2 separate regions of the Sus scrofa genome follow, and region 2 is linked to region 1. The links are chromatin contacts, called in public Hi-C maps. All regions are on one chromosome and are shown on one strand. Each heading gives the region's core, a stretch centred on a gene start, on an enhancer-like site or on the middle of the called end of the contact. The rest is flanking DNA. Distances are from core to core; before and after follow the strand shown.

Evidence for each region. Hi-C and Micro-C count contacts between places; a contact is called where the count stands out from the background.
Region 2: a contact with region 1 is called in a Hi-C map of liver, with 5 times the contacts expected there. The contact joins the promoter of DDX52 here to the promoter of AATF in region 1. A contact is called at or near these places in 2 of 47 Hi-C or Micro-C datasets (heart right ventricle and liver) and 1 of 2 datasets of contacts at active chromatin or transcription factors (alveolar macrophages).

What each region holds. Positions count from the first base shown.
Region 1 is chr12:38,458,333-38,463,176 of Sscrofa11.1, forward strand. AATF (protein AATF) reads left to right here and starts at 3,477. Exons shown (of 12, transcript XM_003131707.4): 1 at 3,477-3,721. The coding sequence starts at 3,631.
Region 2 is chr12:39,093,001-39,097,649 of Sscrofa11.1, forward strand. DDX52 (probable ATP-dependent RNA helicase DDX52) reads right to left here and starts at 2,558. Exons shown (of 15, transcript XM_013989946.2): 1 at 2,344-2,558; 2 at 959-1,157. The coding sequence starts at 2,430.

The sequences.
Region 1 (4,844 bases), core at 2,227-4,726:
GCTATGAAATACATGTATGTGCTTTAATATCAGACACCATTAGAATTCCAGGATTTCTTTTCCGTATCACCTAGATTTCAGCTCTGGATTCTTTATTTCCCTATTTTTTTTTTAAATCAAAGGTTTTACATTAAGTGGTATGCAATTTCCAGTGCTGTTTTCTTATTTTGTTACAAGACAAACAAGTGTATCTTTCTTGCTTAGAAGGCTTTAAAATAAGCAATATTTCACCGATCCACATGACAGCTTATCCAATGGGAGGACAATCAGAGGAATTTTATGATATTCTTTCAGAAATCCAAATTTATGAAATAACAAGGGCGAATTTTGAAACTCCTAGCCTCGGCATGCAGCACATTTCTTTATGTGCGTTGTATGCAATCCCCAGATCAGCTTGTTTTTGCCCTTTTAGCATTTATATACATTAAATCATAGCCAACTTATTCATTATAGCCAGGCTCCTTTAAGAGACATTCATTTAACTGAACGTAGGCTCATTGGGAAGCTGCATTTTCCTATCAAGCTCGTTGAATTATTTAGCACCTTTATTGTGGGATCCGGTTCTTGATAGGAAGCATTTTAGAGTTGGGTGCTCGGGTGGACTCAGTTCTTCTGACTTTGTGGCAACCGCTCAGCCTTTCCCCCTTGGATCCAGAACACCGACGAATCCTGGTCAGGTGGCAAAGTTTAGCAGTCAAATTTGGAGCTTCCAGAGAGGAGGAGGTCTAGAAATGTCAGAGCTGTGCCGTCCACCTCTGGCCCTGAGGTGCACAGGAGCACTGCCCTATCCCCACAGCGCACTGGGAGCTCCCAGGAGAGGCGTAGGGGCTGGAGGGGAAAGCCCAGTCCGGCAGCTCCCCTCCACCCCAGAGTGCAGTCTCCTCTGCGGTCCTGGGCTTGGCAGCTTGGTTTCTCCCTGCGGCCATCTTAAAGCCGTCACCTCTGTGCCTCTAGCCACCTGTCCCCAGGGTTCCAGCAGCTGGGAGCTGCTATCTGCCCTGGACAAGGCCAAACTTACCCACCTCTCTTTTCCAGGTTGGAGGAAAGTGGGAACTGCTTTAGGGCGAGACCAGGTGGTGGAGGCTGATGCTTGGAGAGCCAGGATAGGGATTGGCAGGAGTCTGGGACGAGGGGGTTCATAGTATCTCTGAAGGGAGAAGAGAGAAAGGTAAGAACCTGACTTCTCTAAACTCTTCAAAGTCCCGGTCATGTGAACAGACAATGTGGGGAGAGGTGGTAATGTCACCCCTGCCCCATCCTCTGCTATTCTGACATCTGTCCGCTGTTATGCAGCCCTCAGGCAGCAGGCGGAGGGACTGTGAATTGGGAGACCCTCTGACCTTCTGACGTTGTTTTAGGAACATCTCCCATTTATTCCCTTCCTCCTCCTCATCTCATCTGCTCACATCACTAGGGCGGTCCAGGTTTACATTTCTTCTAGGAGGTAGAGTCTTAGAAATAGCCCATCCCATCAGGAAACCCCTCCTCCCTTCTCCAAAAACTTATAATCAAGTAGGGAGGGCTCCCCAGAGAGGGGATTTAGAAGATTACCCTTCTGCCTGTGCCTCAGCTTTTCTCAGCTGCATCTAAAGTCCTAGAACCCCTCCTTTCCTCTGATCACTGAATCCCCTCTCTACCCTCAGTATGGGTGAGCAAGCAGGGGAAGCATTTTGAGGGGCCCTGGGATGTGTGTGATTTTTGTCCTCAAAAGGCTTCCCAAATCAGTGGGCACCAGGACAGAGACTGGAGGGTAGGGAAGCAGGCATTTTCTGCCCAGAATCATCCAGCAGTGCCCTGTTTGCATGACAGCTTAGAGGCTGTTTCTGCCCTGCCTCACCTCCCTCCTTCTTTTCTCCCTTTTCTTTACCCCAAGGCCAGGTTCCTGTATTAGCGTCCAAAATAGGGAGGGAAGAGGGCTGGGGGAAGTAGTTTCCTAAATCTGGGGTGAGGAAAACATTTTGGTCCTTTGAAGCCAAGGGTGATGGCTGTCCCAGCATGGTCATGCTTTTGCTCTGGAGGCCCCAGACGTGGGCACCAGGCTGCAATTACAAGGGATATGTTTGTTTGTTCCATTTTATTTGTTTAAGAGCTCTTTTCTGGACTGAATTCTATTGCAGATGGTAAAAATCCAAACCAAAACAAAACACTTTCCTTCACCCCAGTCCCCTGCCTAGGGTACCCCCCCATCCGAGCCTGGAATTCTTTCCCTTCCATGTCTGAGGGTGTCTACCCTGAGAGCCTTCCTTCCCCCCTGCAGCCTCCTAGACAGGGGACATAGGACAAGTGGTCTCTTCTTGCTCTCAACAATGGGGACCTATGAAGACTGGGGAAGTCAGGGACCTTCAGTTCCCTTGGGTTCCACAGGAGACACTGGAGAACGGAAGGTTTCCCAGGCGGTTCAGCTGTGGGATCCAATTAGCCTGAGCTTTTCCCAAGCAGGGCATAGGGTATCCCTAACCCTGTCTCCTGGATCCTTTTGAGGGAGTTTCTGTTTAGGGGCTTCTAGGTCCTTACAGGTGACCTCAAACAGATCCTGGAAAGACAGACCACTTTATACTTACCCTCATCAATCCTTTTTGCAGTTTCTGTTTACTTGTTTGGCCCCCTAGGCTGATCACCACCAGGAGAGAATCACTTACTCATCTCTATCTCATCTAACAGCGCCTGCCACATAGTGGGCAGTCAAGGAATGTTTGAAGAGGGAAAGAGGATGTGAAGGGATTTTATCTTTCCATGTGCTTGGCTACCGTTTCTTCTTTGGTCTTTATATTTGACTCTACCTGTGCCCCTTGAACTGTAGATCTGAGTTTTTCCGCTTTTGTGCGCCAGTTTCAAGCATCTGAGTGTGCCCTCATCTTTGAAGAACAGCAAGGATATTAATACCTTTTGGTGTGCACGAGTAATCTCCACTCCACCCCCATTTCCCTACCCAGACAAGGCTCCTCTGGAGAAGCTACAGAATCGACCTTTATTTATTCACAGCCATAGTGACTTCTATTATTCTTATTAATAAGGATGCAGCAGTCCACTGCACAGCTACGCAAGCCCATCCCTGAGGCAGGATTTCCAAGTCATGGCCACCGCGGGGTCAGGGGCGTGTGCCCGACCCCAAACTCCTCCAAATTATGAAATGCCAAACCTGCTTTTGATTCTAGTCTGTGCGTGCCCTAAAGCACGCGTGAAGCTCGAGGCGCTCACTCTTTACTCCTCCTCCCTAAATCAGCCACCAAGGGTCGCGGCTACACTATTCTTTACTTTTTAGCCAATCTCAGACAAATCTTCAAGCGTACTTTACTCAAAAAAAACACCGCGCATCGCAGTCTCGGCTCAGCGCCAGCGGCGGCCACGTGCTCTCGCTCGCTCCCGCTCGCTCCCGCGCTGCCCAACACGCCCCCTCGGCGCACGCGCACGCGCGTCAGCCTTCCGGGCGTTTCCGCTTTCATCCTAGCAACGCCCGTAGTGACGCACAAAGTCCCGCCCCCTCCCGCGAGTCTCCCGGAAGTTGCCGATCCGGAGCTGGGCGCCCGGCTCCGAGCGTCCCTGGCTGTGCTGGGGAGCAGTCTCCGGCAGGAGGACCCGGCAGGGAGAGGGCGACATTCACGAGCGCGGCGCGGGCGAGACCTGGTGACCATGGCGGGGCCGCAGCCTCTGGCGCTACAGCTGGAACAGTTGTTGAACCCGCGACCGCGCGAAGCGGATCCTGAAGCGGACCCGGAGGAGGGTGAGGCCTGACCGGGGCAAGACCACGTGCGGAGCTGTGTGTGGGCCGTGCCGGGTGCGGACCTGGGCGGCGTGTGAAGGGCCAGCTGCTGGGCCCCCGCCGCCAAGCCTTCTCTGTTTCCTCTTGCGCAGAGGAAAACTGCCTCCCAGAGAGTGTCCCCCGGGTCTGGGGAGGAGGGTTTCGGGATCCTGACGCTCACTCTAGACTTGGTGCTCCTGTGGGCGGAGCATCCGGAGGACTCAGGCTTCGGTTCACTGTTGGTGCAGGGCTGTAGCAGGGAGCCAGAGTCTGGTAGCAGGTTGGAAGTTATCTTTAAGGATGTCTTTAATGGCACTGCATTAGAAATGAGGAGAAGGAAGTCTCATTCCCCCCCCCCCTTTTTTTTCCAACTCTGCCTGCCCCTGAGAACTTACTTGGAGGATGAAGGAAGAAGTAGGCTTCTGTGGTGCCATTTAAGCCTTTTTAGTCCTCAACACACTTGCTTAGCTGCTGACGAATAAGGCTGCTGTTCTGTAAGATGAGGTTCAAGGTCTAATCCTGCTTTAGGCTTGAGTCAGAGAAGTGTGAGGAAGGGGGAATAAGGAGGGATAAATGTGAGTGCTGGACCGTGTCTTAGAAGTAAGCAGTTGAAGGAACTGGGGCTGTTTAGCTAGGATAAGCAAACTCCCTGAGGGATGGGCTGAAGTGAAGATAGAACATGATGATGGCCGACTTAAAATATTTGAGCGACAGTCACAGATGAAAGAGGAATTAGACCAGTTTTCTATGATCCAAAACATGGAAATAATCCTTCTAGTAGATGCAGAGAGTCAGCTTTTTGTTCTGGAACAGCAGCAGGAGAGTAAGTGGTCTGCCTTGGGAGGTAATGACTTTGCTGTTCTTGGAACTTGGCGGCTTTTTTTAAAGTGGCCACACCTGTGGCATATAGAAGTTCCTGGGCTAGAGGTCAAATGTGAGTTGCAGGCAAACACGCCACAGCCACGGCAACATTCGGCTGGGGCTGAATCTGCGATCTTTGCCTACCCCACCCCCCAGCTTTTGGTAAGGTCCTTAACCTGCTGAACCACAATGGAAACTCATGGTGGGGACTTTTTTTTTTCTTCTCTTTTTAGGGCCACACCTG
Region 2 (4,649 bases), core at 1,308-3,807, 630 kb after region 1:
GGTTAACGAATCCGACTAGGAACCATGAGGTTGGGGGTTCAGTCCTCTGCCCTTGCTCAGTGGGTTAACGATCCGGCGTTGCCGTGAGCTGTGGTGTAGGTTGCAGACGCGGCTCGGATCCCACGTTGCTGTGGCTCTGGCGTAGGCCGGCAGCTACAGCTCCGATTCAACCTGGGAACCTCCATATGCCGCGGGAGCGGCCCAAGAAATAGCAACAACAACAACAACAAAAGACAAAAAAAAAAAAGAATGCTAGCTGGGTTCATGAACTGCTGAGCCACGACAGGAACTCCAGGTCTTTTTTTTTTCACTCGTCTTGGTGGAAGGTTTTTATTAAACTACCTTGCAGCCAGGAAAGCAAAATGACTTTTACTACAACACCTTAACAGCCAAAATGTGGGAAAAAGTCAATGTTCATAACACAGGAACTTGTCAAATCAATTATGGAATACCCCTACAATACATAATGGGATACGCTGCTACAACTCAATGAACAAAGCATTGGACTTCCTATTGATACAATGTTTCTGGTAGACAATTCACAAATATCCAAATTTTAAATAAGTCTATTTGTTAAACTATGAAATTCTACTTCTAAATTTATCAGATATACCCACACATACCCAGCATGGGCATGGCTGTAGGAAGTCATTTTGCAGTTATCTGTTCAAAGAAAGAGGTATGCATACTCTTTACCCTTGAGTTCACTTTGGGGATGTTAATTACAAAAAATAAGTAAGTAAATAAATAAAATAATATTAATAATAATTGTACAAAAAGATATATGTACAAGTATCTTTATTGTATCTTTACCTTATCTGCAATCACAAGTACCTAGAAACATCCTGAATGCCATCAACTGACAAATGGCTGAATACTGTCTGATATGTAACCATAAGCTTGTATTATTTTTGTGACTGAAAAAACTAAAGAGAAAAAACACAAATCAGGCACTGACCTGAAGTCATCTTCTTCCTCTTTCTCTTGTTCTGCTCCCTCTTCCTTTCAGGGAGGCTCTCCTCTCTTTTCTCTTCATCTTGTAGCTCCTGACGCGTTCCTGATGCTCCACACTCACCTGGGACAGACTTCTTACTTCCAAAAAAGTCCAGTCCTTGCAGTGCCTCCGAGGAATCAAAGTCATATTTCCTTTTTCCTATCTAAAACCCCAAAAATGTGTAAATGAAATCTATGGACTGACTGGCATTTCACCCTGGCAGTACTGGCAAGTAAGGATATGGGTAAAATCACTCATCTTTTTTATTTCTCACCAAATATTTCTTGAGCTGACAAGTGTATCTGGGCAAATGGAATCCAAAATGTTACCTTTTCTGAACTTTTAACAGTAATAATAATAATGAAAATAGCCACCGAGACTTATAAACACTTATCAGCATAACACTGCAATCAGGCAGACTTCTAAGCATGTTTAGACATATTAAATTACTTGATCCTTCAACAGTCCTAACGAGGTAAACAAAAATATCACAGATGAGAAAAACGGAGACATTAAGAGGTTAAGTAACTTGACCAAGGTCTCAAAACTAGTAACCGGCAGACCTAGGATTTGAACCCGTTTCATATGGTTCCAGAGTTCAAACTCTTAACAATAACACTATACCATCAGTCAGAGTAAGAAGAAACACACATATTGCCCACACACAAATATGTCCCTAGTCCCAACACCAAGGTTGACACATTCAAGATTTTTCACGAAAGGGGCCCCAACTACTCCCGATTTACCACTCACTATTTTCCTATGTTAAGATCTCCCATTTCTTTTTTGGTCGCGCCTACAGGCAGGTTCCCGGGCCAGGGATCGAACCTGTGCAACAGCAGCAAACCAAGCGGCTGCAAGACAACACCAGCCGCGCCACAAGGGAACCACAGAACTCCTTTTTCTAAAACGCTCTTCTCATTGGTTCCTTAACACGTCGCGAAGTTGCGGGAATAAAACGCCCACCTAAAGCGGTACACGTGCGAACACAAACCCGGAGAGACTACAGTGAATGAATGTTCTCTCCGTTTTGGACTGTTTCTGTTTTTCAAATTCCTTTACCCTAGTTTCGGATAAAAGATTACTTTTTAAAGAAAAAATTCGAACTTTGAATAAACTCAATAGGGCGGCCAGGGATAAACGTGTCCGTGCTGGACCCAACTAAGTCTACAGAAGGATGGGTAGAGTTCATTCAGAAGGCTTGCAGTAAGCTGAACGCCAAAGAAGAGAAAATAACCCTACAGCCACGCCACAGGGTTTCCGACTGCCGGCTCCCCCAGCAGCTAGTTCCTTCTCCGGCCCCTGCCCCTTCTCAGTTACTCGGGTTCCTGACGCCCTGCACACAGTACCTGGAACCGTGCTGCGTCCGCCGAGAAGCGTCTCACGTCGAACTTGGCCCCGGCGCCCAGCCGGCGAAACAGATCGTGGGCATCCATCTTTACCCAGAAAGCTTTGCGGTCCCAAGGCGCCTGCGCAGAAGACTTCCTCTCCCAGAAGGTCTAGGTCTAGACCGTGGGCGGAAGTGCCTGGGCGGGGCGGAGCCTGGTGGCTGTGAGAGATCCTTTGTTATTCATTTGTTCTAAAAAAATATTTATGAAAATCGTCTTAATGCTGGTCCCTGTTCTACACCTAAAGGAATAGTTTGGTAAACAACACGTCGGGAATCTCACCTCGGAAAACTTCCATTTTAGTGAGGATATAAGGTATTAATAAGTCGAATAATTTCTTTAAGAGCAAAGTGCTGTGACACAGAACAGTGTAATTAATAGAGAAAGGAAAGAAGAGCTACTTTTAGGTAGGTGAGTCAGGTTCACTCTGATGAAGTGATATTTAATCTAAGAGGAGGCAGATAAACATATGCCTGAAGAAGGAAAAAGGTTTGGAACCTTGAGGAAATAGAAAGGCAACCAGGGTGACTGGAGCCAGGTTACCGTGAGGAAGCGTGGCACAGATAAGGTTGGAGGGACAAATGAAAACTAATCCTAGAGACTCATAACAAGGTCATGGAAAGGAATATGGATTTTAATATAAGCACGCTAGTGCAGCATGATCATCACGTTTCATATTCATTTTCTTCATTGTGTTTGTACCAAACAAAATTTATATGTGCATTGCCTCCCCTTTCTAGAATGAAGTCCAGGACCACAGAGATCTAATTTGCTTCACCACTGTATCTCCAATTTCTGTGTGCTCTCAATAAAGTTTGATGAACGAGTGACTGCTTCATAAAAGATTACTCTGGCTGTTTTAGAGAATGGACCACAGAAGGGATAAGAGTGGAAACAGAGAGGTCAGTTAAAGTAGCAGTGATGATGGTGGCTTGGATTAGGGTGGTATCCATGCTTTGGCGTTAAATGGATAGATTGGCATATATTTTGGAGGTAGATCTAAATGCACCTGATGACTTTCATATGGCTGGAATCGCTCCTGGGTTTTTGATTTCAAAGCTGGGGTAGATGGCATGCCATTTACTATGCTAGGAAAGACTGAGGGAAGAACAGCTTTTTGTGTGTGTGTGGATGAGGCATGGAGAAGTGGAATCACTTGGCATGGTTCAGACATGTTAAGATACCTCATTGACTTTATGTAGAGATGTCCAGGTAGATGGCTGATTTCACAAGTCTGAAGCTCAGGGGAAAAGGTCAGGGCTAGAAAAATAAATTTGGGAGTCATCAGCCTATAAATGGTACAATGGAATCATGTCAGGCCAGCATTTAGTTTGTTAAAATTGAGTTATACATATTCAACCAAAGAGTGTGAGAAATACTTTAAATTGTGTGATTCCTTTACACTCAAGGAAAGCAAACGTGGAGTGAAGATGAGATGAAGGATGTGAATCTGCTGCGCTCTCAGATGGATTCATTCAGTCCCTATTTCCCTCTTATAGTGGGAACATTTTAAAGATGTATCTTTAAAAATAAGTATTTTTCTTAAAACACGCCCCCTCTGTGAAAGCCCCAAGTACTTCATCTTTTGGTCAATAAAAACAATTTATCTCAACATGGGAGGAAAACAAATTGAGTATTTTAGGAAATAGAGTGTTGGTCTTCCATTCGGCCCATAAATATGGCCACAATCATATATAAAAATCAGTATCTGTGAAACCACACATACTGTACTTTATGGGTGACTTAGGAATTTCCAAGAATAATTCTACCTCCTGAGTTGTTTTTTTTTTTTTTTTTAAATGAGCTGACTTTGGAATCCAGTCCCTATGTAAGTGGTGACAAACCCACATCAAAAAGCATGAACTTAAATGTGATCACTTAGATTGTGTGAATTGGCAAGTGAAGGGGACCCAGAACTGACTTTTGGAGTACCCCAGCATTTAGGGATGAGGTAGAGAAGAACATACCTCCAAAACAAAAGTTTGAGGAGAAGAAACTGGTGAGGTAGGAAGGTAAAGGAATATGGTGTCATGGCAGCCAGATGAAAGTGTCAGGAAGGAAGTCCTGATCAGTTGTGTCAAAGGCTGTTGAGAGGCTGAGGACAAAGAACAGAGATCACAGCATTTGGCAACGTGGAGGTCACTAGTGACCTGATACTATCAGTTTCAGGGCATGGTGAATGGAGATGATCGAGTGGTATATGTGGAGAAATGGAGACTGTGATGAAGCCACCTCTTTCCAAAAGGTGCAGTACTGCTGGACATTGA